6 separate regions of the Mus musculus genome follow, and all the other regions are linked to region 2. The links are chromatin contacts, called in public HiChIP or PLAC-seq, capture Hi-C and promoter capture Hi-C maps. All regions are on one chromosome and are shown on one strand. Each heading gives the region's core, a stretch centred on a gene start, on an enhancer-like site or on the middle of the called end of the contact. The rest is flanking DNA. Distances are from core to core; before and after follow the strand shown. Region 1 holds the start of Nop53 (NOP53 ribosome biogenesis factor). Region 2 holds the start of Ppp5c (protein phosphatase 5, catalytic subunit). Region 3 holds the start of Ccdc61 (coiled-coil domain containing 61). Region 4 holds the start of Pglyrp1 (peptidoglycan recognition protein 1). Region 5 holds the start of Mypop (Myb-related transcription factor, partner of profilin). Region 6 overlaps Mill2 (MHC I like leukocyte 2).

Region 1 (4,793 bases), core at 1,631-4,130, 1.1 Mb after region 2:
TGTGTCGCTGTCAGGCTATCTTGGGGCGGGGACCCCTAAGGAAGAGGTGCCTGGGGAACCATTCTGGCTCACAGGGGCGGTGCAGTTTGTGACTCAACTCTGCGCTGACTCAGTCTCGGGCTGGGGGCCAGTCCTGCATATTTTCCGAAGAAAAGTTACTCAGGGCCCTCCCCACCCTTGGGACACCCCTCCCTCCCGCTTTCCGCCTTGGGGCCTGGGAACCCAGTTCTGGGCGTGGACGAGGACCAGTGCCAGTTTGTGTACAGTTTGCCCTTAGTCTCCAAAGCACCTTCCAACGCGCACTGACACGAATCGAATGCACCAGAGCAGATCCTGTAGCCCGAGACCACTGGGTCCTGGAGGAGGAGGGATTAGTGTGAGAGTGCACAGGACACTGATCCAGCCCACACCCGGTGCGCCCGAGACACTTTGGCCTGGAGAATCTCCCGCCCACGCACGCCCTGCTCCGCAGCCCTGGGCGCCCTCTGGTGGAAAGGTAGTGACTCAGGCCAGGCCATCACCTCAATATCCTGCCCAGGGATGAGCTGAGTTCTACTTTGACCCCGGGGAGACATGTTCCCTCCCCGTGCCTCCCCACCCCCTCCCCCTTTAGGAGTCCATTTTAATTCCAGCATGCCAATCTGAGCCTGGGGCGGGGGTGGGGAGCAGTGTGTGCTCAAGTCATTAATCCCAGAACAGAGGCAGAGGCAGGTGGTGGATCTGTGAACTGGAGGGCAGCCTGGTCTACAGAGTGAGTTCCAGGACAGCTAGGGCTACACCGAGAAACCCTGTATCGAAAGATAAAGGTGTGGTGTGGCTAGGGCTGTAGTTAACAGTACTTGCCCTGCTTACACGGGGCTCAGTTTCCCACCTTTTGCATGACCTGAAAACAAAACCCTTTGTAGATCTCTTTGGATGACTACCACTTTCCAGGGGCCTGGGGATGGGGGATGGGTGTGGAGGCAGTGATAGTTGGCTGGCACTTGGATGCTAGGCACCAATATTCTAGATTTGGACCTTTAAAACTGAGTTCATGCATGCACAGGTCTGTGGATCACAGATGTGATGGGGTCTGGAGATTGAAACAGGGTCCTCTGGAAGAGCAGCCAGTGCTTTTAACATCTCTTCAGGCCACATACTCAGCTTTTAATGATAAGTTTAACCGCTGAATAATCTCTCCAGGCCAATTACTCAGCCTTTTTTTTGTTAAGTTTTGGGAACTTAAATTCAGGTCTTTATTGTTTGCCCAGAAAGCTCTCTTACCCACTGAGCCATTCCCCAACCCTTGTTTTTCATTTTGAGACAGTCTCTCTACCCTAAACTCATTCTGCTGTCCAGGGTGGCCTATGAACTTGCCATCCTCCTGCCTCAGTGCCTCTTGAGTAGGTAGGTAAGGTTAAAAATGAACAGCACTACCCAGCTATTTTTTTTTCTTTTAGAGTGTGTGTGTGTGTGTGTGTGTGTGTGTTTTATACAGGCAATTCCATTGGCCTGCTTTCAGGGACCCAGCCAGTGCTTACATCATGACCTACGGCAGCCAGATGTACCAGTAGATGTAAGGACCCACCTGCCACCCCAGCTCTCTCTCTCTGATCTCCACCACCAATGTTCCCTCTCCTTCTCTGTCCCCTCTCTCTGCCCTCATGATTCTGCCCCCCATCTGTCTGCCTGTCTATCTGTCCACTTGTCTGCCTCTGTCCCTTCACCAAGTCCCACAGTACTCTTGCGTTCCCCCCAATAAACCTTTACACTAGGTCTGTTTTATGGTGTAACTTCTCAGGGGTACACCTTGGCCAGGCCCTCCAAAAATACTCCCTTGCCACATTATATTTCATAACGGCGTGTAAGCATATATGCCACCACAGCATACCTTGTGAAGGTCAAGAACAAACAGCTTGCAGGTATTGGCTTTTTCCAACATATGGGTTATGAGGATTAATCTGAGGCTTGGCAGCAACAGCCTTTCTCTACTGAGGTATCTTGGCAGCCCCACACCCAGCATCTTCTTTAATAAAAAGAGTTAAAGAAAATTTGACTGGACTCCGTCCCTTGGCAGTTACTATTTGGGAAGGAGGGGTGTCCTTCAATGGCATACACACTGGTCAGTTGCCTCTGATCTAGTAACTAACTCTTCACTCATTGCTGGTACAAAAAATCCTAGTAAATCCAGTACGTCACAAAACTACAAAGACACAAGGGAGGAGGGCATTTGGGGGAAAGAAGGGTAGTTCAGTAGGAGTGAGAAGGCAAAGGGAAGCAAAAATGGCAAGGCACGTATGAAACTGGTCTACAGAGTGAGTTCCAGGACAGCCAGGGTTATACAGAGAAACCCTCTCCCGAAAAACCAAACCAAGAAAGCAAGCAAGCAAGCAAGCAAACAAAAAACTTGTATAACTAACAAAATGGTTTGAGTAAAATTTTATGATACCGGGTAAGGTAAATTACTCAGAGTGAGAACCAAGAATCCACATAGCCTACTCCCTACCAACCCGAAATTGCAGGTCGAATCTCTGAATTCGAGGTCAGCCTGGTCTACAGAGTGAGTTAACAGACAGCTAGGCTACACAAAGAAACCCTGCCTTTTGTTGTTGTTGTTTTGTTTTTTCAAGACAGGGTTTCTCTGTGTAGCCCTGGCTGTCCTGGAACTCAGTCTGTAGACCAGGCTGGCCTCGAACTCAGAAATCCACCTGCCTCTGCCTCCCGAGTGCTGGGATTAAAGGCGTGCGTCACCACGCCCGGCTCGAACATTTTTAAAATAAGAAGAGACTGAACGTGATGATTTATCCTTTTGCCAAGACGTAAAACTCTCTATGTAAAAACTACGCTTTATCAAGATGGTCGCAAACAGGAAGTGCGTCATATTACGTCACTCGAGACGCGCACGTTCCAAACCGGATATCGGAGTTAGAGCGACTAAGCTCTTCCTTTAAGAAGATGGCTGCGGGTGGTAACAGGGACGGTGAGAAGCGCGGCTCGAGAAGCCAGGCGGACTCTGGCTTCCTGGGGCTGCGGCCGACCTCGGTGGATCCCGCTCTGAGGCGGCGGCGGCGGGGCCCCAGAAACAAGAAGCGCGGCTGGAGGAGGCTCGCCGAGGAGCCGCTGGGGTTAGAGGTCGACCAGTTCCTGGAAGACGTCCGGCTACAGGAGCGCACGACCGGGTACGTGGGGCGGGACTTCCGGTGGCGTGGCCGTGCGCTTTGCGACCTGGTGCTAGACGGACCGGGCATCCCGGCTCGGTGTGGGAGACCTATCAATAGTATCTTTAACAAATAAGCGTGCGAAAATCCCAACAAAGTTTAAGTTTTCCCCTAGTTTTTTTTAAAATTTGAAACAGGGCCTCACTATGTAGGACGACCTGGCACTCGGTATGTAGACAAGCCTGGCTCCGAACTCAAGTTTCCTCTGCCGCCGGAGTGCTGGCATTAAAACCTTTTGCTACAGAGTTTGAATTTCAAGTGAAAGAGAATAAAGTACGTTCACCCCATCGTGGTACATTTTAAATTCTGTGTGAAAGCTCCAGGTGTAGCCCATGGTTTGAGGAAGAGTTGGGATGGGCCCAAAAAGTTAGACCCCTAAGGGTCTGTTATCTTTCCAGCATTACTTTGGCAAATAGTCTGCATTTTTATCCTTCAGTGGCTTGTTGGCAGAGGCCCCAAACGAAAAGCTCTTCTTCGTGGACACAGGATTCAAGAGAAAAGGTGAGGAGTGCTCTTATGAAGTTGTGTGCTGGTGGTTCTCTGAGTCTTGCACCCGTGAGATCTGCATTGATGACATAATTTAAAGCAAAGCACACACACACACTCTCTCTCTCTTTCTCTCTCTCTCATTTTGGAAACAGTCTTGATCACAAGTTTGGAGGGGAGGGGGGATCGAGACAGGGTTTCTCTGTGTATCCCTGGCTGTCCTGGAACTCACTCTGTAGACCAGGCTGGCCTTGAACTCAGAAATCCACCTGTCCCTGCCTCCCCGAGTCAGTGCTGGGTGTGGTTCATCACCACAGTCTTACCATGTATACCATATTGGCCTCAAACTTAGATCTGCTTGCCTCTGCCTCCTGAGTGCTGGAAATAAAGGTATGCTTTACCACTGGAGACTAGAAGGGGCAGTCTTTAGTATAAAGAATTACTTTGAATGGCTTTGAAACAAGCTTGAGATGATTAAGAAAGGTGACCTGTTGTTCATTTTTGTTTGGTTTTATTGAGCTGTATCATTCAGCTTTTTTTTTTTTTGTCCCCCTTCCCCAAAGAATATGATAGCAAGCATGATAACCCACAACGTTAATTTCTCTGAGTTGCAGGCCAGCCTGGTCTACATAGTGAGCTCCAGGACAGCCAGGCCTACACAATGAGACCTTGTCTCAAAACAGAGAGAACAAGAGGATCTCTTTTAGCCAGGAGGAAGGAAACATGTCTTGGCAAGATGGCTTTACTCCAGCAGAACTTGGGCTGGGACCTGCTGGGACATGAAAATAAGGGCAAGTTAGGGATTGCTTTGCTGAGTGGGGTTTTCACCAAGGAGGCAGAAAAACACTTAAAATGGGAAGCCTGGTTCAGCAGGTACTGAAAACAAGCCAGTGCCTGGTCCAGCAGGACAGCCAGTGGCTTTGCAGAACAAGCTGGCAGCTTTGCCAGCAGCCAGGCACTTTAGTATGCACGATGTGAGTCAAGGGGTCCTGTTCATGAAAACCTTCTTGACAAGGTCGGGAGAACCCAGGGAAGCTGTGTGGGGACCCGGGGACGTTAACATCTAAGGTAATGGGTTCCATCTGCCCCACTCAGGCCAGGTCATGGAGT
Region 2 (4,778 bases), core at 286-2,785:
CCTGTGGACACACGTCAAATGGACATGTGTACCAACATCGATTTTCCAGAGTGATTGTTAGTTGTAGTCAGGGGTGGAGCGGGGGAGGTGAGGCTGATACACAGCCTTAAAGCACTTATATATAGTGTTAGTGTCTAGATTGAGGACTTAAAGACTAGAATAGGAAGATACACAGTGGGGTCTGAAGATGTTACTGGAGGCTAGACTACCCGTGGCTTCTCAGAAAGAGTTTGGGTTGTCTCACGAGGGAGCTGGGGAGCCATGGAAGGCTGCGGCGGGTGCCAGTTTTACAGTATTCCAGCAAGATGCCTCTGACTGCCATATGGAAGGTAAACTGGAGGAGGGAGGATGAACGCAAGCATCAGAGGAGGCTGAAGCTCTGATCCAGGCACAGGAAATGCAAGCAGCAACAGTGTCATTTAAAAGATCCCTTTGGGGCTGGGGTGTTGTGGCACACGCCTTTAATCCCAGCACTTGGGAGGCAGAGTTAGGCGAATTTCTGAGTTCAAGGCCAGCCTGGTCTACAGAGTGAGTTCCAGGACAGCCAGGGCTACACAGAGAAACCCTGTCTCGGAAGAAAAAAAAAAATCCCTTTGGTGTGGTTGTTTGTATTCGGAACAGCGTCTCAGGTATCCCAGGCTGGCCTTGAACCTGAAATTCTGATACTGTTGCCTCCACCTATCAAGCCTTCAAATTACTGAGGTGCACCTTTCAGCCTGATTTATATAGTGCTGGAATTGGAACTCAAGCCTGGAGCACTCTAGACAAGTACTCTACCAACTGAGCTACATCCATGACCCTTTAAAAGGTTTTTTCTAGGACTTGACATGATGATGCAAAGCTTTAATCCCAACACTTGGGAGGTACAGGCAGCTGGGTCTTTGAATTCAAGGCCAGCCTGGTTTATATAGCAAGTTCCAGGCTAGCCAGGGTTGCATAATTAAATCCTATCTCAAAATAAAAAAATAAAATAAATTAATAAGGATGCTGTTGGGCTCGGAACAAACATGGTACAATTGAGACTTGTCAAGACTTGAAGATCGGGATGCCTTGTTAATAATTCAAAAAGAGCCTTGATTTGCAACGTTCAAGTTTTATTTTGTTTGCTTGAGAAACTACCCATTTTCCAAAAGGGTTACTGAGGAGACAAGAGATAAACTTGTTCAAGGTCACACGAGTAATTGGCAGCACCCAGCTCCAGAGCAAACTCCGGGTTGGGCAGGGTGCTGGTTTGAAAGCAGCCCCACCCGCCGGAGGCAACGCAACCCAATCACCAACCCTAAAGGAAGCCGGGATCTCCAAGAAACTTTTGCAGCCTCGCAACTTTGGGAGTAGGCGCCCTCCCGGCCTGCCCCCATCCACAAGGCCCCTTCTCTCCTTTCTGATTGGCTACTTCTACAAGTACAAGTACGGTCTGGATACCCTCTGGTCACCTTGTCCTCCCGGCGCTCTGGGGGCGGGGGCGGGGGGGGGGGGAAGTTGGGGGGGACGCCGCGCAGGCGCGTCAGGAGTGCCTTTGGGGCCCGCGCTTTACGACACTTGTGCGGCAGCGGCGGCGGTCACTCGGCACTCCTTCGCGACGGTTCGGCCTGGTGCCGCGAGCGGCCGTTGCCAGGGTGGGGGTCGCTTTGCGGCATGGCGATGGCGGAGGGCGAGCGGACTGAGTGTGCTGAGACCCCCCGGGACGAACCCCCGGCCGATGGCACTCTGAAGCGGGCAGAGGAGCTCAAGACACAGGCCAACGACTACTTCAAAGGTGCGCCCGGCCCGGACGGGGTGAGGGAGGGTGGACAGCGGCCCAGGCTGTGGGGGTGCCAGGCCCGGCGGGGAACCATGGCAACGCGGAGCGGCAGCCTGGGCGCCGGGCAAGCACTACAGAGTAGCCAGGCGCGAGGAGGAGGCTCAGGCTGGACGACAGACTGGGGAGAGCTGCTGAGAAGTGGATACCAAGCAGAAGCCACTCACTGGGGAGACTGAGGCAGGCGCTGCTACACGATAGGGGAAAAGCAGGGGGCCGACATGTGAGTGCTACCAAATGTGAGACCTGGACAGAGGTGCTAAATGGTGGTCAGACCTGAAGAGGGCGCTACCAAATAGTGACATGTGTTTAGGGCAGTGATGGCGCTGCCGAGTGGGGAGGCCTGAGATGAGTATGACCGAGAAGAGAAGGCCCAATAGAGAAGGGAATTATGGGGATGGAGGTAGATAATTATATTGGAAGGCGATTTGGGGTGATCCAAGGAAACGAGTAGGGTGGAGAGGTGGAGCAGGAACGAATAGGGTGATCTTGGGCTAAGAGTGCCATGTGGGAGGACATGTCTCCGTTCATTCATTCTTTCAGTACACTTGTATTAAATAAGTGTCATGTGCTACACGGCCTGTGCTTGGCTCTGAGGCTGCAGCGATGAATGCAACACATGACTCGGATTTAAGCAGAACCAATCATTGCAAACTTGTGATGATCACTTTGGGTCAAGGTGACAACACAGGAAATACAGCTTAGAGTCTGCTTTCGATGGTGAGGTCGGGAGTGCCTGGAGAAAGAGGCTTTTTGAGGCGAATTGACAAGGAGTTTTACACGTGGGTCCTGACCACTGAGTTTGTGTGAAGACCCTGGGGTGGAGAGTGATTGAAAACAGACTGGCTTGGCTGGAGTTTGAGGAAACTGGGGGTACGAGGGGAAGACTGATACAAGAGAAGATTAAGATAAGGGGACAGAGCATGCAAAATCTGAATTCGTCACAAAGATGAGTTTTGGGTTTCCTTCGCTGTCCGAAAAGGGACATTGAGTGGGTAGATGGGACCAGTCTGGACTGGAGAAAATTTTGAGTGTAACCAGCCTATGGTTGGAGGTGCCCTGGGAATGGATGAAGTCACCAGAGAGTGGGATCTAGAGAGAACCTAGGATGGAGTTTTCATGTTTACAGCGGAAAAGGGGCTACTGAGGAGAAGTGACTGAGGTGGAAGAGAAACCAGGAAAGGTGCCACAGGCTAAGAAAACAAGGTTCTTCCGGAAAGAAAGCCACGTGCCTGATCACCTAGCCCCAGGCACTGTCCATCAGAGCTTTTGCTCCCAGAGGAACGCGGTGACGTTAACAGCAGTTGTAGATGATAAAGAGGCTGCCAGCCCAGAAGACCCTGGCTGGTGAAGGCAAGTGAGGAATTGGAGACCAACAGGCACAAGTGTCTCGGTTCTGAAAGGGAATGGAGAATTGGGGGCAGATGGCAAGAGGGAGTAGGTGGGGGTCCTAGGGATGCTTTTTCAGCTATGGCCCAAAAGAGAAACAGACCCAGCTGTAACAGATCTGGAGGAGGTGGGGGAAGGTGAGAAGGATTTAGAGTCCTTGGGGAAAGGTGCCCACCCCCCATGGGGATAAGCCCAGACATGGTGCTTGCCTGTCATCCCAGCTCTCTGGAGGTGGAGGTGGGAGGATTGTGAAGACCAAGGAGAGAGGTGAGGCCAGAGTTAGAGCCTTCGGGGGCTGAGTGGTTTTATAGGTGTCATCCTAACGGTGGCTTGGAGCTGTGGAGGGGTTTTAGGAGAGTGGTCCAGTTACTTTGGGTACTGGTCCTCCTTGCTGTTCAGAGACTGGATTCAAAGGCCAGGCTGGAGAGAGGAGACTGGAAGGGAAGACAGGTGAGGGGTGGAGCCTTTGACCAGGCTAGTGGGAGGAACTGAGGCTGGCTGCCCAGAGACGGGGAGGGGAGCAGGTGGCTAAGGTGAGTGGAGCCTGGCACTAGGGAGTGGGGCAGAAGTGGAGGTGGTTAGAAGGGTTAGGATGCAGCTACACATAGAAGGTGGGAGGGGACTTGAGCTGTCAGCAGAGGCCCTGGAGAGCTAAAGCTGGTCCAGATTCATGCCTTCTAAAGAACGGGGCTTAGGGCGGGGTGGGGCTGCTAGAAGGGAGGGAAGTTAATGAGTGTGAGAGATCCTATCAGGACGGTAAGCCTGGCTTGCAAGGTTTGGAAGGTTGGAGGCCACCAGCACCAGTTGACTAGGCCCAGCTATGTACTGGTTGGAAGAAGGCGCGGCCATCTTTCCTTGGGTCCTGAAAAGATCATCCAGAAACTGGGCTACTGCTGCAGAGGACAGGTAGGGGAAGGAGTTAGCCATCGGGAAGGACCCTTCACCCTCACCCCTGCCTCCCAGGTCCTGAGGTTTGGGCTCCCAGGAACTTAGGGCTGGGCAGGCAGCCAGAGGGGCCTGGCCTGGAGCTGACTTGAAGGAGCACCCTTCCTGATCCAGGCCTCCCGCTGCTGTGGGCAGGCAGTGGCAAGCACAGAGCCCCAGGCTCAGGCTATAAGTAAGGATACCAATAAAAAGAATAATTGCAGCTAGCTTTCATTAAACCTGTGGTGGCCAGGCACTCCTGAGCTGAACCCTGCCTGGGGCATTGGGGGTGGCAGAGAGCAGCCACTTTGGTTTATAGAGGAAGCCACCTCACAGTGAAACTTCTTGCCCAGGGTCAGAGTGTGTGAGCAGAAGGCGGATATCCCCTTCCTCCCCACGTGCTCGGTGCAGCTCTCCCTGTTAGACGCATCTGGTCTCAGCGGGGAGAAGGGGGCCCTGTGGAGGAAAGGGGGATCTCAGGGACTCAGAAGATCCCCACCCCCAAACGTAGATGGTTCCTCTGTAAGCTCAACCCCACTGTAAGGGTTCTGGGGACAGAGCTTAGTGCCCAGCTCAGTCAGAGTCCACGGGAAGCAAGCCTCTGCTCTTTCTCCTCCCTGAGGAAGAAGGCTGTGCTCACCAACCAAGGGTCTTCATGGTTGGAGAG
Region 3 (4,607 bases), core at 1,609-4,108, 1.9 Mb before region 2:
TTTCATCTTGACAGCTACTTTCCTGATTCAAAACCCCTTCAGAATCACTGTAGACTCTCCTCATTCCCTCCCTTCCACGTGCACCATTCGGTCCATCAGTGAATTTTGCCACTGCTACCTTGAGAACACATGCAGATTCTAACCACTCTTGCCCATCTCCACTGCATCCACCTCTGTAAAAGCCACCATTGCTTCTCATTCGAGTTATTCCTTAGTCCTTTGCTTAAAATTGTTTTATTGAGGTGAAATTTTATATAACATGAAGTTAATCATCTTGAAGTGCATGAGCCAGAAGCATTGGATCACATTTACAATGCTGTTCAGTCACAATCTTTACCTAGTTCTAAGGCATTTTTAGCACTGGCTTCCTGTAGTACCTGGCACCAATAACCCCCTGATTGTCTCTATGGACTTGCTTGCTCTAGACATGCCATGTAATGGACTCATAGATCATGTGACCTTTTCTGTGTGTGACATCACTCACATAGCATCATGTTTTTAAGATTCAGCCATGCTGAGGTATATATCAGTATTCTATTTTTATGACTTAATACTATTCCATTGTAAAGATATATCACATATTGTCCACTTGTTCATCCTTTGATGGCTGTTCAGGCTCTTTACATATTGTGGCTGCGATAAATATTGCTGTGGTGAACATTCATATATCAATATTTGTCCATCTGTTTTCAGTTTTCTTGGGTGCAAACCTGGGGATAGAATTGCTGGGTTATGTGAGTATTCTATTGCTGTAGAATAACATATCAATATTCAAGATATTCATCAATATAAGAATAATATTGTATATGTATATATGTATGTATGTATGTGGTATTAGTACACAACTGTGTGCATGTGAATATGTTCTGTGAGAAAACTTTTCCTAGGGAAATGTAACACACATATCTACTCACCCTAGATAGGAAACCCATGATAGGTCTAAGTACCGATACCACCAAAGTCTAACTTGGTGAACAATGAATCTAATTAGGGTTACTTATAAGAGCAGAAATGACTCAAAGACAGCTACATCACGAAAAAGCCCACTTCAGTATGGGTGACAGGTCATCAAAGCTGGGATCCTGGAGCACACTGAACAGCCTGTAGGCAGCTCAGCATGTTGGAGGATGTTCTTTCCAAGTGACTGTGGTCTAAACCTTTCCAGGCAACTTGGCTGGTTTCTGTGTCTTCCAGGCATCTAGTCTGGGGTCAGAATCTTCTTTGCAGCTTTCTCTACCACTGAGCCACACCCTCCAGCCCCTCACTGGGGGATTCTAGGCAGGGGCTCTACCACTGAGCCATGCCCCCAGCCCTTCACTGGGGGATTCTAGGCAGGGGCTCTACCACTGAGCCACACCCCAGCCCCTCACTGGGGGATTCTAGGCAGGGGCTCTACCACTGAGCCACGCCCCCAGCCCCTCACTGGGGGATTCTAGGCAGGGGCTCTACCACTGAGCCACACCCTAGCCCCTCACTGGGGGATTCTAGGCAGGGGTTCTACCACTGAGCCACGCCCCCAGCCCATCACTGGGGGATTCTAGGCAGGGGCTCTCCCACTGAGCCTTTGTCTGCCCTTGCACAGATCAGAGGTGAATATTGCAATCTTCCTCAAGGTCTCCACACCTTAATTTTTGAGAACAGGATCTCTCATTGAACCAGGAGCTCACTGAGTGGCTAGGCAGGCTGGCTAGTGAAAGCTTGGTATCCTGTTCTTGTTTTGTTAGGAATAGGGTTACAGATGCTGTGGTCGTGGCACATGCACCCTAACACACACACACACACACACACACACACACACAAAGTGTCATCTAATAAATAAGTAAACTCCTCTAGCCTGATGCCATGGTGTATGTGCCTTTAATCCCAGAACTCAGGAGGTAGAGGCAGAGGCATGGGGGTCTCGGTGACTTCGAGGACAACCTGATCTACGTAGTGAAATTCAGGCTAGCCAAAGCTATAGCGTGAGATATGTCTCAAGACAACTTCAGGAGGTTGGGGAGAAAGAAAAGAAAGAAAAAGAGCACTGGCTGCTCTTCTAAAGGGCCTGGAGCTCAGTTTCCAGCATCCCTAAGGTGCTTCACAACCATTTGTAACTACAGTCCGAGGCTCCTGACGCCGTCTTCCGACCTCTGCAGGCACCAGGCACACGCGTCGTGCACAGGCATACACGCAGGCATAAAACTCACACATATAAAATAAATAAATCTAAAACTATTAAAAAATAACTCCTACTTTGCTGTGTTGAGCTTTAATGAAGCCAGTGCCATGCCAGGCATGGTGGTACAACTCCAGTAATCTCAGTACCGGGAAGGTGGAGGCAGGAGGATCAGGAGTTCAAGGATGCATAGGAGACTAGCTTGGGCCACTTGAGGTTTTGTCATGCATGCACTGACAAAGCCAAGTCTAGCAAACCGATCAGGGTATACTTAGGCTGTCCTTACAGTTGAGAATATCCTCTAAGCCTCCTGACTTGAAGGCTCGGACCTTCCTCTGAGCAAGTTCCACACTCTAGTCAGCCCCTTCCTTCTCTGTGGGCGAGGCCTGCCTTGCTGGGGGTGGTGGGTGTGGTAGGCGGAGTAAAAATGCTATTTCCGGGATCCTCCTTCTACTCCAAGGGACCACCTTTTTCTTATGATTGGCAGAATATCTACCCAATAATCACTAGAAACAGACTGTAAACCTCGGAGGTCTCCCCACACGTGTTAGTAACGCCTCTTCCAAATAGACCAATTGTAAACTTCGGAAGGCGGGTTCTCCCATGGGGGCGGGACAGAGTGACGGGCGTCGCTTTTGACTTATGGAAACATGGCTGCCTGTAAGATCAGACCAATCAGAAGTGAGAAGGCCGGATGTGGGCGGAGCTGAAACTTCGGCGGTTGAACCGCTCGTGAAGATCGAGTCCGTGGAGGTGAAGAGCGAGTACGCGGGTGTGGGCGCGGGCTCCAGGCGCGGGCTGCAGGCGCGGGCAGTGGGGAGTCCCCAGAGCACCGATTCTTTCACGCAGGTGGACGCCAGAACCTATGCAAGCTGGAGATTTCACGGGGTCTTTAATGCATCATGTTGTCGCTCGCGAGATACGCGGCTAGAACTTAGAGAACCCTTACCGAATACTGCACTAGAGCTTGTAAGGTAGAGTTTTATTTTATATATATTACACCCCACGAGGTGCGGAGGGGGTGTCCTCGAGATGCCGTAGGTTCTGAACTTGAGTTGGTTTGGAGGATGGAGGCAGGTGAAGACAAGGCAGGGTTGAGGTTCCAGGGTTGAGGGTGTGTTCCTACCCTACGGACCAGAGGCGTTTACTGTGTGCAGGCTCTGAGCAAGTTATTTGTCGTGAAATCACTTTTAATTCTCGCTTTCTTTGCAGTGCTAGATGACAAACTTTGAAATGTTAGTCAATAGTTCTACCACTGCTGCCGAGGTCGGGAACGAGTCTTATGTTTTGTTTTTGAGACAGTGTCTCGCCTTTTTTCCTTGAACGCATAGAAATTATTGTGTGTTCACACAAGTGTGTGATGGGAGGGGGATTCATATCACAGGATGGGTGTGTAGTGACAGCTTTGGAATTTTGGTTCCTTTAAAAAACACAGAAATATTATAAGAATATGTTTTCATTTTAATCCCAGGTGTACCTGTTTTGGACAGTTCTCAGCTTACTATGATTTGCCGCTTGCTCTAGCAGAAGTGTGTTTTTGCCAGCTGCAGATAATTTTTTTTTCGATTGTGTGACATTTGGAATTTTGGGAACATTTTAGAGAGCATATAAATGTTAGGGCCCCCAAGAAGCATGTGTGCCTGTATGTGTATGTGCATGTGTGCAGGGTTGTTGGTCATTTAGGAAGGTTGGTTGTGGTTTGTTAGTAGTCACGGTCGAAGAAGAAACAAAAGGAAAGAAATTAGATTCAGGGGTTTTCCTAATTCCTCTCTTCCCCTCTATCCTTGTTTTCTCTCCTATCTAGTATTTAGGGGGTGAAAATGGGAGATAAAGCCTGGGGGAAAGAACCCACAAAGTAGCAAGGACCAGCTATATGGCTGTGGCTGTGGAGGTCGGACAACAACACTGGGTTGGTTCTCTCCTTCCACCTTTCTGTGGATTCTAGGGGTCAAGCTCCGCTCTTTGGGTTTACACAGCAGGAAGCTTTACCCATTGAGTCGTCTGGACAGCCCCTCTGAATGAACCCTGAAGTGTCATAACGCATCCTACAGTGGCACACCTTTGTAATCCCAGGACTGGGCAGCTGAGGCGAAGGACTGGCAGTTTGAGATCAGTCTGGGTCACAGGATGAGCTTGGGGCTCGTTTTACCTAAAGAGGGAGACCTTGTCTCAAAACAAACCTAGAGAAGAGAGTGTGAGCTTTGGTATCTGTTTGCCCAAGTTTGGGCCCTGGCACTGACTCTGGGACCCACTATGGAAATCATTGTGGCTTTGGGCGAGTTCTTTAATCCTTTCATACCCGAATTTCATGTTCTGGGCAATCACTTTTTCTATACCACTTCCCTCACTCTGTTTACCCAGATGTCTCTTTCCCGTATCCATCTCTGAACTCCATGCTCTATCCAAAGGCCAGCTCTTCTTTGCTTGGAAGTCCAGCTGACATGCAGTTGCC
Region 4 (4,585 bases), core at 638-3,137, 1.9 Mb before region 2:
TTTACAGGCAAGGAAATTGAGGCTGAAAGCTGTGGCCCCAGTTCAGCCTTCCCTACCCCACTTCAATCTAGGGGAGGGGCTTTGATGCTGGAGCCTTAGAATGATTAAACTCTCAGGTGGGGCCGGCGATGGTGGTGCACGCCTTTAATCCCAGCACTCGGGAGGCAGAGGCAGGCGGATTTCTGAGTTCGAGGCCAGCCTGGTCTACAGAGTGAGTTCCAGGACAGCCAGGGCTATACAGAGAAACCCTGTCTCGAAAAACCGAAAAACAAACAGAAACAAAAACCCTCTCAGGTGGGATGGCTTCTGACCCTCAGGTGCTTGGCAGAGAGAGCAGTCTTATGGGCACTGGCATTTCCAGTCGATTCTGCAGGCAACTGGCTCTTAGCGCAGCCTTAGAAGTCATAGGGTTCAAACAGGCCCAGGTATGACACCCCGGCCTGTGACACTGAAAAGCAGGTGTGACGGATCAATCTAAGCAGACCTTTGTGGCCAGCCAGTGGGAGCCTACTAACACCTGGGTCGATCTATGCCTGTCCCTCACCCAGAACCTTCTGTGTGGATACTGTTTGACCGCAATACTCACCATGACCTTTGCGTCCGTGCCCCCTCCCTCCCTTCCCACCCCATCTTTGGCTGAAGGAACCTCCTAGGACTTGCCTCTGTGCCGGACACCCCAATCCCTAGCTTCCTTCTGCCTCTTCTAGAGCCACATCAAAGCCACAGGAAGCCGTCCCTTACCTAGGGATCTGACATCTCTCTCACCTATTTCCCCCCACCTCCATCCACCCTTATTGGAGATAAGATTTTGCTGAGAAGCCCAGGGTAGCCTTGAACTCACAGCAATCCTCTTTTTTTTTTTTTTTTTTTTTTTTTGCAATCCTCTTTCCTTATCCTTCCAACTGCTGGGATTACAGGCATCAATACTGTGCCTATCAAAGCCCTCCCCCCTAAAGCATGTGTGTGTGTGTGTGTGTGTGTGTGTGTGTGTATGTGTGTGTGAGTGAGAGATGCGTGTATGTGATGCATGCGTAGGTGTCACGGACACCATCAGTCCATCAATAGTCAGTTTTCTCCTTCTGCCTGAGTTAGAACTCAGGTTGTTGTACTTGCTAGGAAACACCTTTACACACGGAGCCAGTGGGTTCTTGGTCCACCCCAAACACATCTTTTTCTGTCTTTATGCACACAGGGCTATCGTGATATGCTTCAAGCAATGCTCCCATCTAGAACTCTGGCACACAGGAGACATTAGCCCATAGCTTTGGGGCTCCTGCCATATGCTAGCCAGTTTCCTGGGTATTGGGTATTAGGGGCCATAATACCGTTGACCTTTGCAGAAGAGGAAGCTGGGCCCTGAGCATCTGTTTCCCTGGTCCTGCCTTGCAATATGCCCACTCACTTGGTGCAAGGCTCAGCCTGGTGTTGTCCTGGCAAGGCCTAGGCCTTTAGGAAAGATACATATGAAAGTCACCTTGTATGTGAAGCAGCTCCTGTCCCCTCTTACAGGGGAGAAAGCCTCAGCACCCACAGGAGATTGCAGATCCAGCACCAGGAGGGTTGGAAGGTGTGGTCGACCTCCTTCAGCCCACTCCATACTCACTTGTAGGCTACATCGCACCAGCCCAGCTCATTCTTGTGGTAATGCTGCACATTGCGGGCCTGCTGTTCACAGGAGTCCGGGCTGTTGCAGAAGCTGCCGGCTGTGTGTGAGATCACCACGTAGCGAACTGGGTGCCCCAGGCGGCTAGAGCACTCGGATGGCAGGGCCCTCCACTCACTGCGGGGCACGATGAAACTGCAGGAGGTTGCCAGACCCAGGAGGGCAAGGAGAGCACAGGCAAACAACATGCTGGACGTGCCGCACAGGACTGCAGGGCTGTGTATGAGCTGGCCCTCATCCTGTGTACTTTATCTTCTGGGCATGGTGAAGGGTGTGGGCAGAGGAAGGGCTTGCTTCACACCTGGGCGGGACTTTCCGACCCAGACCCAGCTTCCTCCTTTAACCAGAGGTGGGGCCGTGATGGAGCCTTTGCTAAGTGTCAGTAGGTGGGGAGAGAGGCTCTCTCATCAGGAAGGGCACAAAGGACTGGACATTCAGTTGTTTCCTGGGGTTTCCAAGGCTTAGATCTCAGTGGGGGATGGTGTAACCTAACAGGAACTTGCATAGGTAAGGGGCCCAGGGCTTTGGCACAAACTTACTTCCTGCAGGTGGGGCTAACAAAAGTTCCTTTTAAGAATGTATTCCTGTATGAGTGTCTCACATAGCTTAGGATGACTTTGAACTCTGTTTAGCCAAGGATGACCTTCAGCTCCTGCTCCTCTTGTCTCCACACCCCAAGTACTGAAGTTACAGGTGTGCACAGCCTCTGCACCTGGCTGCAGATCCCACAGGGTCCAAGTCTGAGGATGCTCAACCCTACGGGGCAGGACAGGAGGCTAAGTGTGTGGATGCCCATTGCACAGCAGAGGAAAATGTTTGGAGACTGGAAGTCGCTTCCCAAGAAACGGCAGGCAGTAGTGCTTCCTGTCCAGTGTCTGAATCAGCCAGGGTGCCTGCATCCGAACTCCAGCCATTTTCTACTGTGTGAGCCCACACTAACTTCTTAACCTCTTGGTGCCCGTTTGTGTGACTGCAGTATGGAGTTGGTAACAGGGCTTCTGACCCCCAGAGTTGATCAGAGAGAACTGGGTTTCAGCCCTTGGATGTCTGGCACATTGTGTCATGTGTCACTACTACACCTTCAGGCCAGCTCCTGTTTGCATGGTGACCATCGCAGTTCTGCTCTGGAGAGAAGTGACACTGGGTGCAGAGGGTCACATTCATTCAGGTCTTGTGGAGAGCTGTCCCTGGGCTTCTGTCCCAGTCAGACTCCCATTCCCATGCCTCTCACCACACATGGGGATTCAGGACAGACAGCCTTGCTCTTTGCTTTCACTTTGAATGGATTTGGGTATTCCTCCCTTGGGGCCTCTCACATTCTCCAGGGATCTTCAGTAAATCTGTTTGCTCAAAAGTAAATAAATTTATTTATTTATTTATTTATTTATTTATTTATTTATTTATTTATTTATTTATGGTCATGCTACAGATGGAACTCAGGGCCTGTGCTTGGAAGGTAAGCACTTTACTACTGACCTATGCCCCAGCCCCTCACTGGGGGATTCTAGGCAGGGGCTCTACCACTGAGCCACGCCCCCAGCCCCTCATTGGGGGATTCTAGGCAGGGGCTCTACCACTGAGATATGCCCAAAGTTCTGCTTTGTAATATTAAAACTAAGGCTTCTTGAGGCTCTTCTCTTTGGCAGTTTACAGGGTCCCCGGGAGCAGAGTAGGCTGTACATGCTTAGCATGTTCAGGTGTAGCAAGAAGGTACGGGTTTTGATGGTAATCGGACACATCTGGAATAAGGGGAGCACAGCAACAGTGAGGCATTTGCAGCACTGTAAGAAGCTGATAAGTGACTGAAGAGGATTAGTAGCGGAGGCTGGAGAGACGGCTCAGAGGTTAAGAGCACTGACTGCTCTTCCAGAGGTCCTGAGTTCAATTCCCAGCAACCACATGGTGGCTCATAACCTTCTGTAATGAGATCTGATGCTCTCTTCTGGTGTGTCTGAAGACAGCTACAGTGTACTTACATAAAATAAATAAATCTTTAAAAAAAAAAGTATTACTAGTGTAATGACACTCAGAAAAGGCCAGCTCAGATCTGAGCTTTGATCACACAGGGCCAGATACATGCTGAGACAGCGAAATCCAGGTGGGAGGGAGTGGAAATCGCAATAGCAGTGACTCTGCGTAAGATAATGCTAAGAGGGGCAGGAGAGATGGCTCAGTGCTCAGGAGCATGGGCTGCTCGGGAAGGGGAGTCTGCTTCCAGCACCCATGGCAGGCACTCGGGCCTGTAAGTCCAGTAAGTCCAGCTCCAGGGCATCCGACCTCCTCTCCTGGTCTCTTGACCACTTGCACTCAAGACTGTCTGTCTGTCTGTCTCACACACACACACACACAGCTGCCAGGGAAGAGCTCCATGGTGTCGGACTGTACATCCATCCAGTCTCCTAGTAACTGCTGGGTACGTGTTATGTGTGGTGCATCACTCACCTGTGGTCCTGGATACATGGGGAGAGGGAACAAGAGGTGTTAAAGAAAGATTTAGATTCATGGCTTGTCCACAGCGGACAGTGTTCTTCCATCCCCTCTGGCAGGCTCAAGAGAAAGGGCCCTTGTGAAACAGAAAATCTTGCCTGTGTGGCATGCCCTAGGGAGGAGTATTAGGCAGGACAATGCACAGAGCCTGGACTCGGGTGGGGGGAGCCCTGGGTCTGTGGGGACCTGCTTGGCAGAGCTACGTGACCTGGAGACAATGTGGGGCAGGGCTCCCAGCACTTGATGAGAGATTGTTCCTCCACGTGGGGACAGAGGACTCTAAGCATGCTTCTGAGGCTGTTTATTGCTCCTGTTTGAGGCTTTGTATCACTGTGTAGCCCTGGTTGGCCTGAATCTTGCTACCTCAGACTCACAGATACCTGCCTGCCTTTGTATGCTGGGATTGAAGGACTGTGCCTAGCAGTTATTTGTTTT
Region 5 (4,734 bases), core at 754-3,253, 2.0 Mb before region 2:
GGGAAGAAAGACCAATCCCACCCACCTACTGAAATCGCCAATTCCAGCTGAGCCAGGCATCCCAGGACCGGTTCCACGTCTACGACTCTGATGGTCACCAAGTGGCTGTAGAACCACCAGAGACAATCCACTTCCTTTTCTGTTTTCTACATTATTATTTTTGGAAGGCAGGTTCTCACAGAGCTCAGATTTGCCTCTAACACACTATGCACCTAAGGATAACGCAGGTGTTGAGACTCCAAATCATGTGCTACCACATGGGTCTATGCAGTCAAAATCTGACCCTGGAACCCCTGAAAGCTGGGAAGTACTCAACCACCAGGACATCCCCAGCCCGCCCTTCCTCACCCTTTTAAGCCAAGCCTCCTGTAGCACAGGCTAGCCTTGAACTCCCGTTTCTTCTGCCTTCAACTCCCAAGCAGGAGAATTACAGGCCTGTTGGCACCACATCTAAGTCTTTCCTTTCTCTGACCTTAAAGCCCCAGCTCCATAATGGGCCTGACAGCACTGACCTCCTACTTTTTAGCAAAAATGTGGTAAACACGCCTGACCGATCTGGGCGTGAACAACGCACTGTAGGCTTCAGGAGTGCTGGTAGTTGTTAAAGAAACTGGCTTTGGGACTCACCTGCCCGTCGATCCTGCCTGCGGTCCTCTGACAACACATACCGTTGTGTACTAGCGGTCGAAGCCTGCGGCTGTGAAGAGGCGGCTGCCCGGGACTCCTCAGCCCCAGAGCCAGCCCCCGGCCCCGCCACACCCGGTCCCAGGATGGCGAAAATAGTCTCCTCCTCCGCAGAGAAGGCGTCCTCAGCGGCGGGCCCCGCGCCCTGCGTGGAATGCGGCACGCGGGCCAGCTTCTCCTTGGTGCGGCGCTTGAAGTCGTTCCAACGCTTCTGAACCTCCTGGCCCGTGCGTTTCCAGCTGGTGATGCCGTTGATTTTGGTGGCGATGCTGTCCCACACTCGCCGCCGCTCGGCCACGCTCACCCGACGGCTCTGCGCGCCGTAGAGCTGAGGGTAGTGGGCGCGCACCTCTCGGATCAGGATCTGGTTCTCCTCGAAGGAGAAGCGCGGCTTGCGGAGTCGGGTGGTCTCCTCCGCTTCGCCCGGCGCCGCCGCCGCGGTCGCCGAGGCCATGGCGCCCCCAGACGCCACCGATCGGCTGCCTGGCGCATGGGGGGCGCCGGCTCTGCGGGCAAAGGGCGAACAGCGCTGGCGGTGGCTCGGTGTCCCCGTGTCGCCCCGACACGGGCTCCTCTGGTCCCCTGTGCAAAAGTGGTGATGGGAGCGGCGAGGTGCTGAATGCAATCAAAGGTGCTTCCTCGTAGGTGACACCCGCCCAGTGCCCATCTTGTGCTTCACGCGGCCGCTAGTGCCTCGCGGAGGAGTTGATGGGTACTGGGGGGACGGACGGTCTGGAAGGATGGAGGGAAATGAGCAAAAGTGGAAGGGAAAAGGGTGCCACAGCAGGAGTTAGAGGAGAACGGGGGCGCAGTAGAACAGGACAGGGCAAGAGTAACGGGGATGCCCAGGGGGTCGAACATGCATGATGCTGGGAAGTGATGCCAACTGGGCAATGCAGCAGACGGGGCATCCAGATCAGAGAGGAGCGCTGGGGGTTCCCAGGGTAGTGGGTGTCAGTTCTAGGGTCCCTGAGAGAGGATGTCCAAGAATAAAGATGAAATGGAACCTTCTAGTTAAGACGGCAAAATATTAAAGCTGAGGGTCTGCAGGGATTATGGGGGTGCTGGGATTGCTGGGGAAAGAAGGGGAGTTGTGGAGATAACGGGGGTCCGAGATAAGAGGGGGGACCCCCGAGGCTTTTTTTGGACTCCAGGAAGAGTGATGGAGCACAGAGGATGGGGACCCCAGTTGGGCCGCGGGTCACTCACCGTGCCGCCGCAGCCCCTGCCTGCCGGTGGGTCAGGGCTTCGGCTTCTGCGGCCTCTTCCCTCCCCCCCTACTTCTCCCTCCCCCTCTGGGCCCCGCCCCCAGTAGCATTGAGAGCCAAGACGCATGCGCGCCGGGCGAACGCGGTCTCCAGATACCCTGACAGAGCTGCGTTCTCTGAGCCGTGTCTCCCAGCACTGCGCAAGCGCAGAACTTCCCGTCGCCTTGCTTTACCAGAAGGACACAGCTGCGCAGCCGCACATTTAGCGCTGAAGTAGGTTCCCTGGGCTCTGGTGCTCAATTGCGCATGTGCAAACCTACAGCGCGCATGCGTGTCACTGGCACCTTGCCTGCGATGGTACCCAGGACTAAATCCCAGTGCGGGCGCAGTAGAGAGAGAGATGCTGAAGAGAGCGCTAGGACCAAGCGGAGTTTCTTCCCTTTGAGTAGTCCTTTAGCCTACTAAGCAAAGTCTTATTTTGAGAAAGGGGAGAAGAGCTTCATTTCCATGACAACTGCGTGGGTGGGGGCTGGGGGCGTTAGGAAACCTTGCCCACGCCCAATCCCTCCTCTGCGCAGGACCACTCGGAAACTACCTCCTACGGACTGAGGCGGGGCACCTGGAAATATTCCCCGCCCATGCAGAGGCGGTAACCATAGCAACCCAGCAACCTCCCAATGGTGCCTGGGAGGCCCCCTGTCCACAATTTGACGTCATGGCTCGGAGAGGGAGTTCAAAGGCAGGAATTTCTTGAAGGGTGGGGATGGCGATCCTAGAAAAGCGCAGAGCAGGAGTGATTCGAGAGCACCACTTGAATGAACTGGATGGCCGGATGGCAGGGTGAAAATTTTCAGTGCCCGCAGTTTCAAGGTCATTGGGTAAACGGCGCTTCGTTCATCTTTCCGACAGTTACACATAAGCTCTCACATATCCATATAAAAGGCAAATTGTGTTCACTACCAAAAAATTGTTTCTGAGGGCATCTTACTAAGTATCCCAAGCTGGCATTGAACATGCAGCAGTATCTCTGCAGTCACCAGCGAGGCTAGAAAAAAGACAGGATATGTGCGGACATTACACATAAGGAAAAGATGACATTTGTATTAAGACCCGAAGCAGAGAGGGAGGGCTGGAGCTCAGCAGTTACCATCTCTCCCGGGAACACCAGAGTTAGGATCTCTGTATCCAAAGGCGGGGGCTCATAACCATCCTTAGCTCCAGCACTGTTGCCCTCTGCTGGCACCAGGCATGGACATGGTGGACAAACATACAAGCAGGCAAAACACTCATATACATAAAAGGGAGAAAATTTCTTTTTCTTTTTTTTTTCTTTTTGGTGTGGGTGTGTGTGGTTGGTTCCTTTTTGTTTTTGAGATACGGGGTTTTTTGTTTGTTTGTTTTTGTAACCTTGATTGTCCTGGAACTAGCGCTGTGGTGGAGGATGACCCCGAAATCACTGAGATCGGCCTGCCTCAAGAGTTTGGGGACTTATTAAAGGCCAGCCACACTACCACCGGCCTAAGATTGGGTTTTAATTATGTATATGCATGTGGGTGCTGGTGCCGTGGTTGAGAGGATCTTGCAGCTGGGTCCACCTGCTTCTGACTCTGGAGTTCTGGGATTAAAGGGGTGCTGCTACTCCCCGATGCTGGCTTATACTTTTTTTTCCCCTAACCGTTTTGTGATAGGGAGCCCAAAGTTTAAAATCTATCAAAACTCAGACCTAGTAGTTCCTAGTCTCACAAGATGGAAGGGAACCCATGGGTGACCAGAACTATAGAGCCCTAGGTTCAATCTCCGGTAAAGAGGAAAAAAAAGAGAAGGGAGGGAGGGAGGGAGGACTCAAGGGACTGTTGAGATGGCCCAATGGGTGAAAGGCGCTTGCCACTAAGCTTGTGACCTGAGTTCAGTCCCCACGTGGTAGAAAGTGGACTCCCTTGAATTATTTGACTATTGTCTGGATGTTGTACCCCCTCTCTCCAGCCCTCCTCCCTCTTTTTAAGACAGGGTTTCTCTGTGTAGCCCTGACTGTCCTGCAACTCTGTAGACTAGGCTGGCCTTGAATTGATAAGAGAGATCTACCTGTCTCTGCCTCCCGAATGCTAGAATTAAAGGCATACACCCACAACTTGCCTTTCCACACTTTTTTTTCCTCTATTTTTAATTTTAAAAGTGTCTAGGTGGAGGCTGAGAATTATTTGGGAACCTGTTCCCAGTCAGACGACTTGTGTTGGAAGACAATATGAGATAGGTCTGGGCGGCAGTTCTGGACCCCCTCCTGCCCCTCTTACGGTTCCCAGGGTTTTAGGCGGCCCTTCAGTTCCCTCTTGTGCTCTCTCTCCCAGCACCCAAAGGCACCCGCCCACTAACTTGGCCAATGGAATTCAAAGACAGTAGACTAACAACGCTTTATTCAGCAGCAGACACCCCTCCTCCACCCTCATCCCATTTCCAAGCCAACCTCCTAGATAGCATAAAACCCAACTGGCATTCTTCTCTGCCCCTAAAATTAAAACCTAAGCAGTCATCAGTCCCATGAGGTCTCAGACTCTTCTCACCATGGGACACACACTGACGTAACACACTCAACTATATTGGATGGGTAGAAGAGAGAGAATGTCTCTCACCCACCGGGAGTCAGGGATCCATCAACGAGTGGGGCTGGGGGCAGGAATAGAGTGAACCATGGTTAGTGATGAAGTGAAATCTGTGGGCTTCTGCTCACCCGAGGCAGTCTGAAGTTACAAAGGTCTGGCAGCCTTCCCAGAGGGTCCCAACCCTCCTCTAGTTCCTGTAACCTTCCTCTTATTCCTGATGGACATGGCCATGTTCAAGGAACTAA
Region 6 (4,488 bases), core at 1,778-4,277, 1.8 Mb before region 2:
TATAATATGTTGTAAGTTAAAATTATCCATGTATATATTTTTAGTTATCACCCATGTATTATAATTTTTTTAGCTGTTTTCTTTTTTTAAAGATTTATTTATTTATTTTATGTATGTTAGTACACTGTCGCTGTCTTCAGACACACCAGAAGAGGGCATCAGATCTCAGTACAGATAGTTGTGAGCTACCATGTGGTTGCTGAGAATTGAACTCAGGACCTCTGGAAGAGCACTCAGTGCTCTTTCTTAATTGCTGAGCCATCTCTCCAGCCCCTTGATTTCTTTTTTGGTCATAAAATCAGGTGGCTCATCTATATAGGACAGACAGAAAATTTTTAAATAATCCTGCTTGAGTCTAGAGAAGCAGGAGCAGTAACAACTCCAGGCCCAGCTTTTCAGAACAGCTTAAGACAATATTTCATATTATGCAGATCGAATCCCTGTTAAATTGAGTTTGGTGGCTGGGGATGGAGCAGAGCATCTGGGGACAGAGAGAACAGTCATTAGATGCGACCAAAGCAGGCTTCCGCTTCATTTTCCTCATTTGCTTCCCCATCTCTCTTGGATTATTGTTTTTCTGGGATGAGGACACGGGGCAGTGGAGGCTCCACTCTCTGGGAGCTTGTAGGAGATCCACAAGTGATGGAGTGGATTCTGGAGCCAGCCTCTGCTGCCTGCTCACTTAGCTGTCAGCCTAGCTCTTCTGGTCCTTCCTGTCCATTTGCTTAGCCTGGCAAGGCACACCCCTGCAAAGCCAGCACCTAGCAGCAGGCTCAGGATTGGAAAACAGTGTTCTTTGCCTGGCTCCCTCCTGCTGCTGCTGCTGCTGCTGTTGCTGCTGGACAGTGGTGGGAGAGCAGTGTGTGTGTGTGTCTGTCTCTGTCTCTGTCTCTGTCTCTGTCTCTGTCTCTGTCTCTCTCTCTCTCTCTCTCTCTGTGTATAAGACTGGGGAAAATTTAAAGAGACAGACACAGCAAAAAAATGAAACTACAGAGCTCAAAATATCCAAAGGACAGAGTCAACAAAAACCAAAGCCAGTAAACACAGAACACAGAATGTTCATGTAGTTAAGAGAGACTGATCCAGAGTGGCAATTTTCACACACACATTTAGCTGGGCTTGCTGGTTTCCCCAACAGCCCTCACACCTACCAGGCAGCCAGAGCAGCTTTGTGCTAGGTGCCCTGAGCAGGAGGCAAACAGCACACAGAGCAAAACACAGGGAGCCAATAACAAGACACCAAGTTTTGGGCAGTGCAACATCCTGCCATTACCACGGACAGGAATTTGTGTACCTCACCAGGTAGCTCTCTAGCCCCAAGAAAGGATCCCACCAGAAACAGTATCAGATGTCATAAATTAGGGTTCTCAACCATCAGAAAACGCACATTTCCGATGTTCTTAGGAATTTCCAACCACAAATTTATTCTCACTGCTATTCATAACTGTAGTTTTGCTACTTTGTGGTATCTCAGTTCCTAAGACCACCAGAAATATGTGTTTTCTGATGGTCGCAGTCCACGGGTTGAGAATAACTGACATAGAAGGAGCCACTCTCTATGACACATAGGTGCTTGCTGGATTCGTTTTAGTATTGCAGGTCACTCCAACAGTCTGCCAAACTGAAAGCACACAGTCTTATTATATACAGGGTCTGTCTTAGTCAGGGCTTTACTGCCGTGAATAGACACCATGACTAAGGCAAGTCTTATAAAAAACATTTAATTGGGGCTGGCATACAGGTTCAGAGGTTCAGTCCCTTATCATCAAGGTGGGAGCATGGCAGTATCCAGGCAGGCATGGCGCAGGCAGAGCTGAGAGTTCTACGTCTTTATCCAAAGGCTGCTAGTGGAAGACTGACTTCCAGGCAACTAGGATGAGGGTCTTAAGCCCACACCCACAGTGACACACCTATTCCAACCAGGTCACACCTATTCCAACAAGGCCACACCTCCAAATGGTGCCACTCCCTGGTCCAAGAATATACAAACCATCACGGGGTCTTATATATATTTTGGGGTGGGTTGGGGTCTAAGAACAAATGCTTTCTATTGGCTTGATCTTAGATGTTAGGGATGCCCCATCTGCATGTGGAGCGGCTTCCGGTCTTATCCCTATGTGACTGATTGTCATGGTCCTCTCCATGGGGTGCTGTGGTCATGTGACAGAGACCTAGTCAGGAATATGTGAACTACCTACCATCCTCAGGCCTGAGGGTTCCAGGGTTTCTGAACCCACTCAACCTTACCAAGTGTCCTGGCACAGTCCACTGCCCCACAATATACTACACACATATACCATACACACACATACCACATATGTACTCATATACCATACATATACCATATATACACAGACACATACTTTACACACACACAGATACAAACACACACACACTATTCATATACACATACATATACTATACATACATAGAAACACATACCATATGTACCACAGAGACAGATAGACACAGCACACAGCACACACAGACACATATACAATACATATACACACATACACATATACCACACACACACACACACACACACACACACACACACACACACACAGATGTAGCCATGCTGAAGTCCAATGGACTGATGTGAACTTCCTGATTGTCAGTAGTTAGAATATCAAAGATTATTCTGAGGCTATCTTTAGCCCTTTTTGTCCATTTCTGACTGTGACCTGCTATCCTTGTGACAAGCTGCTGAAACCTTTAAAATGTATCAAGGGATCCATAGCCTCTACCATCCGGAATGCTAAAGGATGGCATGAGATTCATGCCCCTCTTTGCTGGAACCCCTGGTGTTTCCACTAATGTATTTGAAAATGATCTTGATTGATGGTTTTCTCTGTCCTACTACAATAAACGTTTCATCAGATCATGACTGCACTGGTATTAGTGGAAACAAATCTGTGTTTCCAGGTCTTAGGCATATTTGGCTGCAGGATAACCATATTCTATTCCCCTCATTGTGAGAGCTGGGTTGTTTGTTTTTGATTGACACCACCCTTCTGCCTGGCCTGGCTTCTCTGCAGCCTCCAGGATGTGACTAATGCAGGAAGAATCTCACTCATTTCCCTCCTAACTGCAGCATCAAAGAAGAGAAGGAAAAATAGCTGTCTCCAGGCACAGGCTAGAAGGAAAACCAGACCTCCCCAGCAGGAGTTCCTTACCTGGTCCTGTCCTTTGTGTTCTGGATTCAGTTGGCTCTGGCCAGTGCCACCGCCAATACAACAGGGAGTGCAGATCCAGCTGAAGCTGTAGCAGAGCTAGCAACATCCTGACTGTCCTCAGCAGCATGCCCTGTAACCAGCCCGCCATGAAGTGCGTGGTCATTGTGTGTCCTATGGGTCCTTCCTGCTCTTGTCTCCCAACCCCTGAGGTGGGTGGTTGCCCCATTTTCTCACCAGAGACAGCTGTCTGCATGATGCTATGGTTGCCATGCCTCAGGTTGCAGCTGAACTGTGGTTCCTGTCCAGGAAGAACCCGAATGGACACCCGGGCCTGGTAGGTCCCATCCCCGCTGGGCAGGATGGTCTCAGATCTGAAGGTTTTCTGCTGTACTGGCTTCCCATCCTGAAGCCAGACCAGGGTGGCCTCACGGGTATACAGATTAAAAGCCCGGCATGTCAGTGTGACCCTACCTACTGGATAGTTCCTGCAGGTCACAGTTACCATTGGGGGTCCTGGGAGAAGATGAGAAAGAGCTGCTGAGTGGTGGGATGCGGAGGGCAGAAACTACACAACCACAATGTGCATATGTGCCTCTCCCCACCCCTAGGTAAGTGCGGGGAGTACAGCACACAGCTCCAGTGATGCCTGAATACTGGAAGGTAGCAGGCCCTTGTCTGCCAGGGGACTGCATGAGGTCAGATGATCAGCCTTCTAGTACATGAGTAGATGACTTTGTAGGGACAGTGGTCTTCTCTAATCGACAAATGGCTGACAATCTTTGTACCACAAAGCTGGTGTCATGCACTCCAGGAGACAGAGAGGTGCTGCCAAACTGTAACTCTAATTCTTTGCCTCTTGGCTTGACCCTTGGACTTGCTCATGAGGATTTTTGGTTAACAGCATTTTCACTGTCTACCCTAACCATTTCAAGGGGGAATTCTTTCTCTCTCTCTCTCTCTTCTCTTTCTCTCTCTCTCTCTCTCTCCCTCTTCTTCTCCCTCTCCTCCCTCTCTCCCTCCCCCTCTCCTCCCTCTCCTCCCTCTCCTCCCTCTCCTCCCTCTCCTCCCTCTCCTCCCTCTCCTCCCTCTCCTCCCTCTCCTCCCTCTCCTCCCTCTCCTCCCTCTCCCCCTCTCTCCCCCTCTCCCTCTTCCCCTCTCTTCCCCTTTCTCCCCTCTCCCCCTTTCTCCCCCCTCTCCCTCTCTCTCTCTCTCCTTCTCCCTCTCTCCCCCCTCTCCTCCCCTCTCCCCCTCTCCCTTTCCCTCTCTCTCTCCCTCTCCCTTTCCCCCTCTCTCTCCCTCTCTCTCCCCC

Evidence for each region. Promoter capture Hi-C pulls out the DNA fragments that hold promoters and counts their contacts. HiChIP or PLAC-seq counts read pairs in DNA pulled down with a chosen protein or histone mark. Capture Hi-C pulls out chosen DNA fragments and counts their contacts.
Region 1: a capture Hi-C map of macrophages shows a contact between it and region 2, with 5 times the contacts expected there. The contact joins the promoter of Nop53 here to the promoter of Ppp5c in region 2. A contact is called at or near these places in 2 of 39 promoter capture datasets (cranial neural crest and hippocampal neurons), 1 of 484 Hi-C or Micro-C datasets (B cells), 1 of 115 datasets of contacts at active chromatin or transcription factors (astrocytes) and 1 of 9 other capture datasets (macrophages).
Region 3: an H3K27ac HiChIP or PLAC-seq map of embryonic stem cells shows a contact between it and region 2, with 17 times the contacts expected there. The contact joins the promoter of Ccdc61 here to the promoter of Ppp5c in region 2. A contact is called at or near these places in 2 of 39 promoter capture datasets (embryonic stem cells and neural stem cells), 1 of 484 Hi-C or Micro-C datasets (myocytes), 11 of 115 datasets of contacts at active chromatin or transcription factors (acute myeloid leukemia, astrocytes, bone marrow-derived macrophages and 3 more) and 3 of 9 other capture datasets (adipose tissue, embryonic stem cells and liver).
Region 4: an H3K27ac HiChIP or PLAC-seq map of epiblast stem cells shows a contact between it and region 2, with 16 times the contacts expected there. The contact joins the promoter of Pglyrp1 here to the promoter of Ppp5c in region 2. A contact is called at or near these places in 7 of 39 promoter capture datasets (the 3T3-L1 cell line, the C10 cell line, embryonic stem cells and 3 more), 2 of 484 Hi-C or Micro-C datasets (embryonic stem cells and myocytes), 7 of 115 datasets of contacts at active chromatin or transcription factors (bone marrow-derived macrophages, embryonic stem cells, epiblast stem cells and 3 more) and 1 of 9 other capture datasets (adipose tissue).
Region 5: a contact with region 2 is called in a promoter capture Hi-C map of embryonic stem cells, with 6 times the contacts expected there. The contact joins the promoter of Mypop here to the promoter of Ppp5c in region 2. A contact is called at or near these places in 8 of 39 promoter capture datasets (3T3-L1-derived adipocytes, the C10 cell line, embryonic stem cells and 3 more), 2 of 484 Hi-C or Micro-C datasets (B cells and LSK cells), 11 of 115 datasets of contacts at active chromatin or transcription factors (Th17 cells, astrocytes, embryonic forebrain and 6 more) and 2 of 9 other capture datasets (liver and macrophages).
Region 6: a contact with region 2 is called in an H3K27ac HiChIP or PLAC-seq map of epiblast stem cells, with 11 times the contacts expected there. The contact joins the enhancer-like site here to the promoter of Ppp5c in region 2. A contact is called at or near these places in 2 of 39 promoter capture datasets (both in embryonic stem cells) and 3 of 115 datasets of contacts at active chromatin or transcription factors (the NIH/3T3 cell line, embryonic stem cells and epiblast stem cells).

What each region holds. Positions count from the first base shown.
Region 1 is chr7:15,944,195-15,948,987 of GRCm38.p6, reverse strand. Nop53 (NOP53 ribosome biogenesis factor) reads left to right here and starts at 2,880. Exons shown (of 13, transcript NM_133831.3): 1 at 2,880-3,158; 2 at 3,634-3,698. The coding sequence starts at 2,935. Gm24576 (a long non-coding RNA gene) reads right to left here and starts at 2,895. Exons shown (of 2, transcript XR_391165.4): 1 at 2,688-2,895; 2 at 1,198-2,527. It overlaps Ehd2 (EH-domain containing 2), which reads left to right. Exons shown (of 6, transcript NM_153068.3): 6 at 1.
Region 2 is chr7:17,024,671-17,029,448 of GRCm38.p6, reverse strand. Ppp5c (protein phosphatase 5, catalytic subunit) reads left to right here and starts at 1,535. Exons shown (of 13, transcript NM_011155.2): 1 at 1,535-1,756. The coding sequence starts at 1,636.
Region 3 is chr7:18,908,655-18,913,261 of GRCm38.p6, reverse strand. Ccdc61 (coiled-coil domain containing 61) reads left to right here and starts at 2,858. Exons shown (of 14, transcript NM_001033314.3): 1 at 2,858-3,129.
Region 4 is chr7:18,881,992-18,886,576 of GRCm38.p6, reverse strand. Pglyrp1 (peptidoglycan recognition protein 1) reads right to left here and starts at 1,887. Exons shown (of 3, transcript NM_009402.2): 1 at 1,604-1,887. The coding sequence starts at 1,851.
Region 5 is chr7:18,988,514-18,993,247 of GRCm38.p6, reverse strand. Mypop (Myb-related transcription factor, partner of profilin) reads right to left here and starts at 2,003. Exons shown (of 3, transcript NM_145579.3): 1 at 1,894-2,003; 2 at 628-1,416. The coding sequence starts at 1,138. It overlaps Nanos2 (nanos C2HC-type zinc finger 2), which reads right to left. Exons shown (of 1, transcript NM_194064.2): 1 at 4,286-4,734.
Region 6 is chr7:18,857,345-18,861,832 of GRCm38.p6, reverse strand. Mill2 (MHC I like leukocyte 2) reads right to left here. Exons shown (of 6, transcript NM_153761.3): 5 at 3,414-3,692; 6 at 3,180-3,309. The coding sequence ends at 3,206. Among named protein-coding and RNA genes, the nearest start is that of Mill2, 20 kb to the right of the region's middle. Within about 2 kb of position 3,027, at least 92 of the 459 cell types and tissues checked have an H3K27ac peak or open chromatin away from gene starts, as enhancers often do. A contact at or near this core is called in the NIH/3T3 cell line and epiblast stem cells, where this site is marked.